Linked DNA regions of Arachis hypogaea: region 2 is linked to region 1. The links are chromatin contacts, called in public Hi-C maps. All regions are on one chromosome and are shown on one strand. The core of a region is the stretch at or near the end of the contact, and the rest is flanking DNA. Distances in the headings are between cores, read along the strand shown. Region 1 holds the start of LOC112741603 (glutaredoxin-C5, chloroplastic). Region 2 holds the start of LOC112741632.

Evidence for each region. Hi-C and Micro-C count contacts between places; a contact is called where the count stands out from the background.
Region 2: a Hi-C map of an unstated tissue shows a contact between it and region 1, with 4 times the contacts expected there. The contact joins the promoter of LOC112741632 here to the promoter of LOC112741603 in region 1. A contact is called at or near these places in 4 of 8 Hi-C or Micro-C datasets (leaf and an unstated tissue).

What each region holds. Positions count from the first base shown.
Region 1 is chr2:23,591,742-23,596,164 of arahy.Tifrunner.gnm2.J5K5, reverse strand. It overlaps LOC112741603 (glutaredoxin-C5, chloroplastic), which reads right to left and starts at 2,298. Exons shown (of 6, transcript XR_003171526.3): 1 at 1,814-2,298; 2 at 1,616-1,689; 3 at 270-344.
Region 2 is chr2:23,768,113-23,772,366 of arahy.Tifrunner.gnm2.J5K5, reverse strand. It overlaps LOC112741632, which reads right to left and starts at 2,844. Exons shown (of 5, transcript XM_072216164.1): 1 at 2,717-2,844; 2 at 2,261-2,374; 3 at 1,754-1,894; 4 at 1,143-1,262; 5 at 225-810. The coding sequence starts at 2,810. The coding sequence ends at 686.

The DNA of each region.
Region 1 (4,423 bases), core at 1,049-3,548:
GATAACAAATCCATCAATAGAAACAAAGGAACACTATTGATAAATGCTACTCCCTCTTTCTCAAAATATGCATCTCTTTCGTCTTTTAGGTTCATTGAAAAATTAGTTTATATGAACAATCTGTTTGTCTAGATACATTAATTTTTCAATGAACTTAAAAAGTATAAAAGACACTTATTTTGAAAAAGAGAAAGTATGGGGTAATTATTTGACTAATATTGACAAACTATTTGTATGAATAATAATAATGGACTAGAGAAGGTACTAACCGATAAATACATTTGGCACAGTATGTTGCCCTGTAAGCCTTTCCAACACCTTCTGCAACTGTGGCCCTTGTGGACCTAAGGAAAAAGAAATAAATATTTAAAATGCAAAGAACATACAAAAAAAGTGACGATTATGATAAAATGAGTAACACAGAATGATTTTCACCAATATGTTCGAATGATAAGCAATGTGAAGATCAGAAAAGAAAAGAGTGATTAATTAAGCAAATTTTTATCGTTACTGAAAGCGTTAGCTGACAACATACTTATCAGTTAAAAACCTATAGATCGCTAGATGAAGATATGTTATAATTATCCTCCAGCACAAAAATAGTCCAACTCAGCTTCTATATAAAAGACATCAAGAGATTAGATTGGCTTGGCAACCAATGCTTGAATTGAAATAACCTTGTTGCAGCTCATCCATGCAACTACTGTTCAGTGTTCACAGGGAACACTATTTCAAGATGCCAATATGCTTAGTCCATCATCACACATAAAATTAAGAGTTTTTAAGTCATGCCATCAAGATACAGATACATAGTATGTAGTTAAATGTGCATCAACATTAAAAAGTTCATAAAAGGCCTTATACTAAGGTATCCACACTTGTAGTTATGTAGTGATACACTGCTCATAAAGAAGAACAGACAACAAAACGAGCAAAGATGATGATAGGTCAAACTTGTTAAATATTCAAGATGCAAAAGATATATGTGGTTGTTAGGAACATTAACTATAAATAGAACTAATGAATCAAGAATAGAAAATACATACAAGAAAAAGCAGCAAAGAACTATTTGGGGTATATAGATTAAAATGGGAAATATTTCAGATTCCTAAAGAACTCCATACTGTAACGACAGACTTAACATATTTCACAATAACCAGCACTATTAAGATTCAGATAACACATTCTCAGACAAATACACATTCTTAGTCATGATTCATTTATGATCCATCAAGCAACACTCATGTGAAAATATAGACATGTGAACACTAGGCCTAAAATTCAGTTACACACAAATGCCCATGTGCTCGTTAACTTGTGATGAGTAAGACCTACCATCACTTTAATTCCACAAAAATTGCATAATTGTTAGTTGAATAAGTCGCTGACTATATATATATATATATATATATATATATATATATATATATATATATATATATAAGAAAATTTCTTAAAGTTACGGATTATAATGAACTTTGCTTGTAATTTCAACAAGTAAAATACTAACTTGAGAGCTTTACACAAATGATAATAAACAATATTTAGGGTTTGGGGATTACTAACACAGATCAAAGACACCACCAATTAAGGAAAGGAAGTTGAATCAAATTACCCATTTCGTCCAATTCGAAGACCAATGGTTCCACGCCGAGCTTCTTGAACAACGCTTTCACCTCAGAAGAATACCTTCCAACACACAAACACAAAATTCAGCCAAATCAAATCAAATTGTTAAATTAAAAAAAAAAAACAATCAAATTAATTCAAATCAAATCGCTAACAATAACAGTGGAAGAGTTAGAGAACTCACGAGCACCATGTTTTGGAATAAACGACGACAGGGTTGCCCGAAACGGTTTTCTTGATGGTCTCTTCGAGTCGGGAGCCAAAGGAAGAAGAAGAAGAAGACGACGACGATGAGGATGATGACGTGGCACGGATTGAACTGATATTGGGCCTGATTGGGCCAGTGTTGAAAGAAAATGCGTTCGGGGTGGTGATTGTTGTTCTGGGAACGGGGAAGGAGGAAGCGAAGAATTTGATTATATAAGACGATGATGAAGATGAAGGCTTGAAGGGATTGAGAGATGGCGGTGAGAAAGTGAATGTGTTTGGCAATGCCATTTCTTCAGAGAGGTGATTTGGAATTTGATGCACTTTCCAATACTTTCCCACTTGCTTCAATTTCTGCCCCCTTATTATTGTTAAAAGAATTGCATGAAAGATATAGCTGTGATTATGATGTCCATGGAACAACGCAACCCAATTTTCGGACAATAGATGTTCTCAATTTTTTCTTAATTTTTTTCATCAATTATTTGGTTAAATATAATTTTTTATTATATATTCTTTGAAATTAAAAAAGATATTTTAAAAAATATATTAAATCATAAAACTTATATTTGACAAAATAATTAAATAAAAATTGAAAAGATTGAGTTATTATTATATTTTTTAAGAGTAAAATACAAAATTTAAAAAATTAGATCATTCATCGAACCATTTTAAAATTAATTGAATTGTGATTCAATTGTAATAATTATTTATATCAAAATAATAAATAAAATATAAATAAATATATTAAAATATAATTATAGTCTAATATAAATTTTAGAATATTTTTTATATTTAATTTTAATTCAATTTTATTTTGGATTTTTTAAGATATCACATAAATATTTACTGGACTATATGTCATAAAAACTAATTTGAAATTTAACATGAAATTTATTAGTCTCAACTTAATTTAAATTTTATATTATTTTTAATCATTTCAAATATTTTTAATTAAATTGTAAAAATTAACTAAAATAAAAATTATAGAGTCACACAATTAATAAATATATACCATATTTAAAATATATTACAACTAATGAAATAGACTTTAAAATATTATCTAAATATTATTTAATTAAGCATAACAACATTAAAAAAACACATTACATGTTAGAGACATTGCATATTTTGGCTCATTAGATTTGGAACAAATTTGCAATGGAAAAATTAGATTTTTGTATATCTAGATGGGTAGAGAAATTAAAATTTTATAAATAATTGAAAAAAAAATTACGTTGAATTAGTTTAGATTCATTTTTCTACTAAATTGATAAGAGATAATGAAAAAATAGAATAATAAAATACAAGAGTATAATTTGGATACATCTTATTTCGTTTGATTAAACTTTTGTCATTCTTCTACAATAATAAAGTTCAAATGTTTATTTAATGGGTTATACAAATGACACTATTTAATTGATCTTTCTTTAAAATGATATGATTTTTTTTTACTAATATTATTCTCATTTCAAATAATGGAGATATCAAAAAATGATACTCAAAAAATATTTCATTAGAGTTACTCTTAACATGTCATTTAAATTAAAATTACTATATTTACCAAAATTTTATAATCTTATCTAAATACAAATTCAAAAGTCAAATAATAAAAAAATTAAATATAAAAATTATTATCGCAGATGTATTATTATTCGCAAATGTTTTTTGATTGATATTATTATAAAAAAATCATAAAAGATATTAATAACCTTTGTTTTCATCAATTATTCATAATTTAACACTCATCAAAACAGTCATATAAAACAAGAAAATTTCATTGAATTAACTAAACCAACAACAAATATTCAATCTTTTAGACAATTCAATAAGGTTATGTTAGGTCTGACTTTTCGTTTGGTCATTGTTTTATTTGTTGAATTTTTTTATTAGAAGTACAAAGTTGAATTCCAACGGCAAAATATATTGAATTTCTTCCCTAACAAAGTAGATCAATTTATGCTTTTTTTTATTGAATTATAAAAAAAAGCAAGATTAATTTTTTTTGAAATAAAAAGTTCAACACAAGCATCAATCTCTCAACAGAAAAGTACTAAATAGATAAAAACTAATTCTTAACCATCTTCGACAAAAGTCATCAACAACCCAAAAGATCAAATACCACTCAACTCTTTGTAATTCTTAATCGATTTGCTGACTACTCCTGCAATACCTGATTCTTGATTTCTGAAAATTCTGTTATTCATTTTCAACCAAGTGCTCCAAATGATAACATTGAAACCAAACTCACCAATATTTTATTAACTTGACTGCACGATTGACCATCTGAACCACGTAAACTTACGGTCATTCAACTTTATATCCACCAGTTCGATAATGTTGTTAACACACTAGCGTCTTTTCTTTCTTCCAACTGCACAATCTCATTAAAGACACCCATGTAGTAAAGAGGAATCTGACATATTTCCGAAAAAAAATCAACTCTTCCCTTGTATGTGCACCATACACCAAGCAACCAGCACAAATAAAAATTATTGTTTGTCAATTTCCCTTTTATACACAACCATCTCTCCCTTTTGTAACAATTACTTAACCTAAACATCATAATATCCCACATTATTAATAA
Region 2 (4,254 bases), core at 1,595-4,094, 180 kb before region 1:
CACTAAAATACGAGCTTGATTGTTCAATAAGTTTCCTTGAAGTCATTTGATCAAGTTCCTTGGGTAAATCTGATTCTCTAGAATCAGGGAAATCATATCCGGCAGTATTCACTTTCTTCCATGGATTTGGATCCTCATATTTCTGGCACAGAAAAACCACTTCTTTGAACAAACCAAATCACGTTAGGAATGTATAGCTTTAGAAAAATGCTACAGCAACGTACATTTTCCTTGATGCTCACAGGAAATAGACGACCAAGGAGCATGGAAACAATATCATCAAGCCTGAAAATTTTCTGTAGTACTCATGATAAGGGGTATGGACAAAACATTTAATATTAATAGAGGAATTGTGCCTAACCCTTTCAAAGAGAACTCCTCTTTATTAAGAAATAATGTATCTGCAACACACTGACGTAATTTCTGTCTCTTTCGACAGAAGATATTCCCATGCACATTCTGGTTTCCTGAAGATTTAGCAGAAAATAATTTGCTTAACAGTATCAACACACATTCTTAAAAATATTGATTTCACCTCTTAAGCCACTCAAATGCATTTTTCCTACAATGGTATATTTTTAACATCTGAAGGTCCAAGTAAAAGCTAGACTCATTCCTGCAGTGATGACCAAGTAAAATAAACCATGTACGATCAAATTGTTCAACACATTATTTTCCACTGAATTCACCTAGCAATCAAGAAATCAATATGAACAAAAATCAAACCTTCATCCGAAAATAAAGCTTGGGGATTGAAAGTGTCACTGCAACCTTGGGAGTTTTTCTGGATTCTGCTAGGAGAGTGGAAATCTGCATAACCAATAAGAAAGATTAATTTGGGTACTACCGCCCTCATGATTCACTCAAAATACTTGTATGCTTCATATTTTAATTCATGGCATAAGAAAGACTTAATTATATAAAACTCAACAAAAATGTTGAACTAGACAAACTGAAAAGGGAACATGACTAAATGGTAATAGATATACTAGAAGAAGAAAGAAACAAAGTTACCATAGTGTAGGATAGTTCTTAACTCATAAGTATCACTGTTCCTAATAGTTTTAAGCATGTGAAACTTCAAAGTTATCACTGTATCTCTGTGAGAGGAGTTTTGTGGAAAATTCTCCCTTAATACATACCTGAGTTATTCTTCACATCAGGTGTTGAGAAAAATTTGTCAGCTTTAACGGTTGATATGCCCTCCACCGTCCTCGAAGCATTGAAACCCATACTGCCTACCCTGATATCATCAATTTTCTCTGCATGGATATATAATGAATGTGACAAATATTCTTGTTTTTGTACAAGACAGCGATGACAAATGAGATCTTCATATCTTGAGGCCATCTCCAATTTTCTAGATACCTACCATCTACTATATATATATATATATATATATATATATATATATATATAATGGGGATTGGGAAAGGATTTATTACACAAATTTTGTTCCTAAAATACTGTTCATTATATATATTTATAAGATTCGAATCCAAGACCTCTTAGTTAAATTGGAAGATACTTACCACATTGACTAATCCCATATTTGTTACAATTATACATATTTAATAAATTAAAGGGTGGATTAATAGGCACTAAATCACTAGTAATAATTAAGGCCAAGAAAGTTGACAAGGATTCAATTCCTTATATAATTTTTTTGGTGAATAATCATGCTAGCTCATGAAATAAGTTTGAGTTCTTCAGTAAAATCTGCCAAAATGAGTAGACAATTATTTCAACCAACCTCTGGAATGTTCAGTTTGTTCAGGCTCCTTAGGTAAGGAATCATCTTTTTGAACCGGCCGGTGAGAATTAAACCTCAGACCTGCATCCTGCTTCAATTTCTTAAAGAAAGCATACTCAGAAGTTTTGGGATCATTTGTACCTGAATACATACATAACCAGTTATGTAAGATATTAACCTACAAAAGCAACTTTCCATCTCAAAATTTAATACAATTACCAGCAGAATAAAATTTAAAAACATAGACATAAACCTCAACAACAACAACAACAACAAAGCCTTTACATGTATAAAACAAAGCTGTTGTGCCCTGTCCATCTAATCAAATTTATGCTTAGATTCCTTTGGATATAACTTGGCACTCTTCTTATCAACTTATTCAGATGTAATCTTGTATGATTTAACTCTTTTCGACAACCATGAACATGCGCAATTGCACAATTGTACAAAACTACAATTACCCTGCCTGCCTACCAAAGCTGAGTATGAAAATTGCAGAATGCTTACCAGTTTTAATTTTCTTTTTTCCTTTTGGCGGTGTGTAAGAGCCTTCTAGTCTGCAGCTTTTATGGTTATCTTCTTCCGGAATTGTAGATTTCGTTCTTTTGCGGCAACCACTATCTGGAATAAGAAGGAAAACAAAGGCACTATCGAATAATAATAGAAAATAATAAATAAATAATTGGTAAATTTTGAACTATCGTATCCATTCAAAACTATAAACAGAAACACAAAAAAAAAAAAAAAAGGTTGAAACCGAAAACAAATCACTAATCGGAGATGTTAATTGGATACAAAAAATACACAAAAAGTAAAGAAAAAATGGTGAATCGATAACTTAACAATAAATCAACCGCATACTAAACAAAAACGAAATAGAAAATGGAAGAGAAAGAAAGAAAAAAAAAAGGAATGAGTAATTCGAAGTGTGAATAATTGAAAAATCCAGAGAGGAAAAGGAACCTTCAGTGGTGTGGAATTCGGGTTTTGGAGGTTCATGGAATCGTGGTTGGCGTTGGCGAAATCGATCGATGAGATTATTCTTCGTTTTGTTCATCGGAATGAGTCAGTCCTGGAATTGCCGGTGTTAGTGGCAAGGGCAGTTGTGGAGAAAATATAACACTGGTTTTGGCGCCAAACCGCAAGTGACAGGTTGCGTGCTAGTTTTAATTTTAATTAAATTATTTATTTATTTATGAGGGGATGTGAAGCCAAAAAATTTTAATATGTGTTGTAAAATAAATAAAAGATATACTAAATATAAAATAAAGATCTATAAATAGAAGACTCTAGTATTAATATAATTAGTTTAATAAAGATGATTCATATATTTATTAATATATGCAGTAAAAAAGAGAGAGAGAGAGAGAAACTATTAGTAGTGTAAAGAGAGAGAAGGGTGTTTTATTGCTTCTATGTGTGTTCAATATGCTTCATATTATGTTGCTATTTATAAGCACAAAGAAGTTTTACTTTTCAAACATAATTAAATGCAATCACTCTTGGTAAACTAAGTCTCATGGAAAATGATCATCCACATCATTCATCCTTATCACAACACTTCCCCTTGGATGACCATTTATGATTATTGCCTCGTTAAAACCTTATTAAAGAAAAAGCCAGTGAGAAAAAACTTTAGTGAAAGAAAAAGAGTACAATATCCTTTGGGAACTGCCTCATTAAAAACCTTGTCAAGAAAAACCCAATGGAAAAAATCCTGACCAATGAAAAAGGAGTACAGTTTCCGGCTCTTGCTGACATTATTTTATATCTCGAAATTGGTGCATCCCAATCTGATGTACCAATCTTTCAAAGAAGGATTTTAGGAGTGACTTTGTAAATAAATCTGCCAGATTATCACTTGAGTGGATCTTTGATGTATCCACTTTTAAGTTGAGCAATGCATGATGTATTATTTTTAAACAGGACAGTTGAAGTTATCTTCTGATCAATCAGTCCACATGGTGACAAAATATATTGGATCAAACTCTTGAGCTAAAAAAAAAACACTCGTGACTTGGATCCATAGGGATAAAACAATCCCATATCAATTATTCCATGAAGATATCGAAAGATTTGTTTGATTTCATTCCAATGTCTTTTGGTTAGAGAGGAACTATATCTTGCTAGTAAATTCACAGCAAATGATATATCAGGTCTTGTATTATTGCAAGATACATTAGCGCTCCAATGGCACAAAGATATGGTACTTCAGGACCAAGGATATCTTCATTCTCTTCTTTAGGACGGAATTGATCATTTTCTACATCCAAAGATCTTACGATCATTGGGGTACTTAATGGATGTGACTTATCCATATAAAATTTCTTCAAGATCTTTTCTGTGTATGTTGTTTGATGAATAAAGATCCCACTTTTTGTATGCTCGATCTGCAGGCCGAGACAAAATTTAGTCTTTCCAAGATCTTTCATCTCAAACTCTTCTTTTAGAGTTTTTATAATTGTCGGAATCTCTTCAGGAGTTCCAATCATATTTAAATC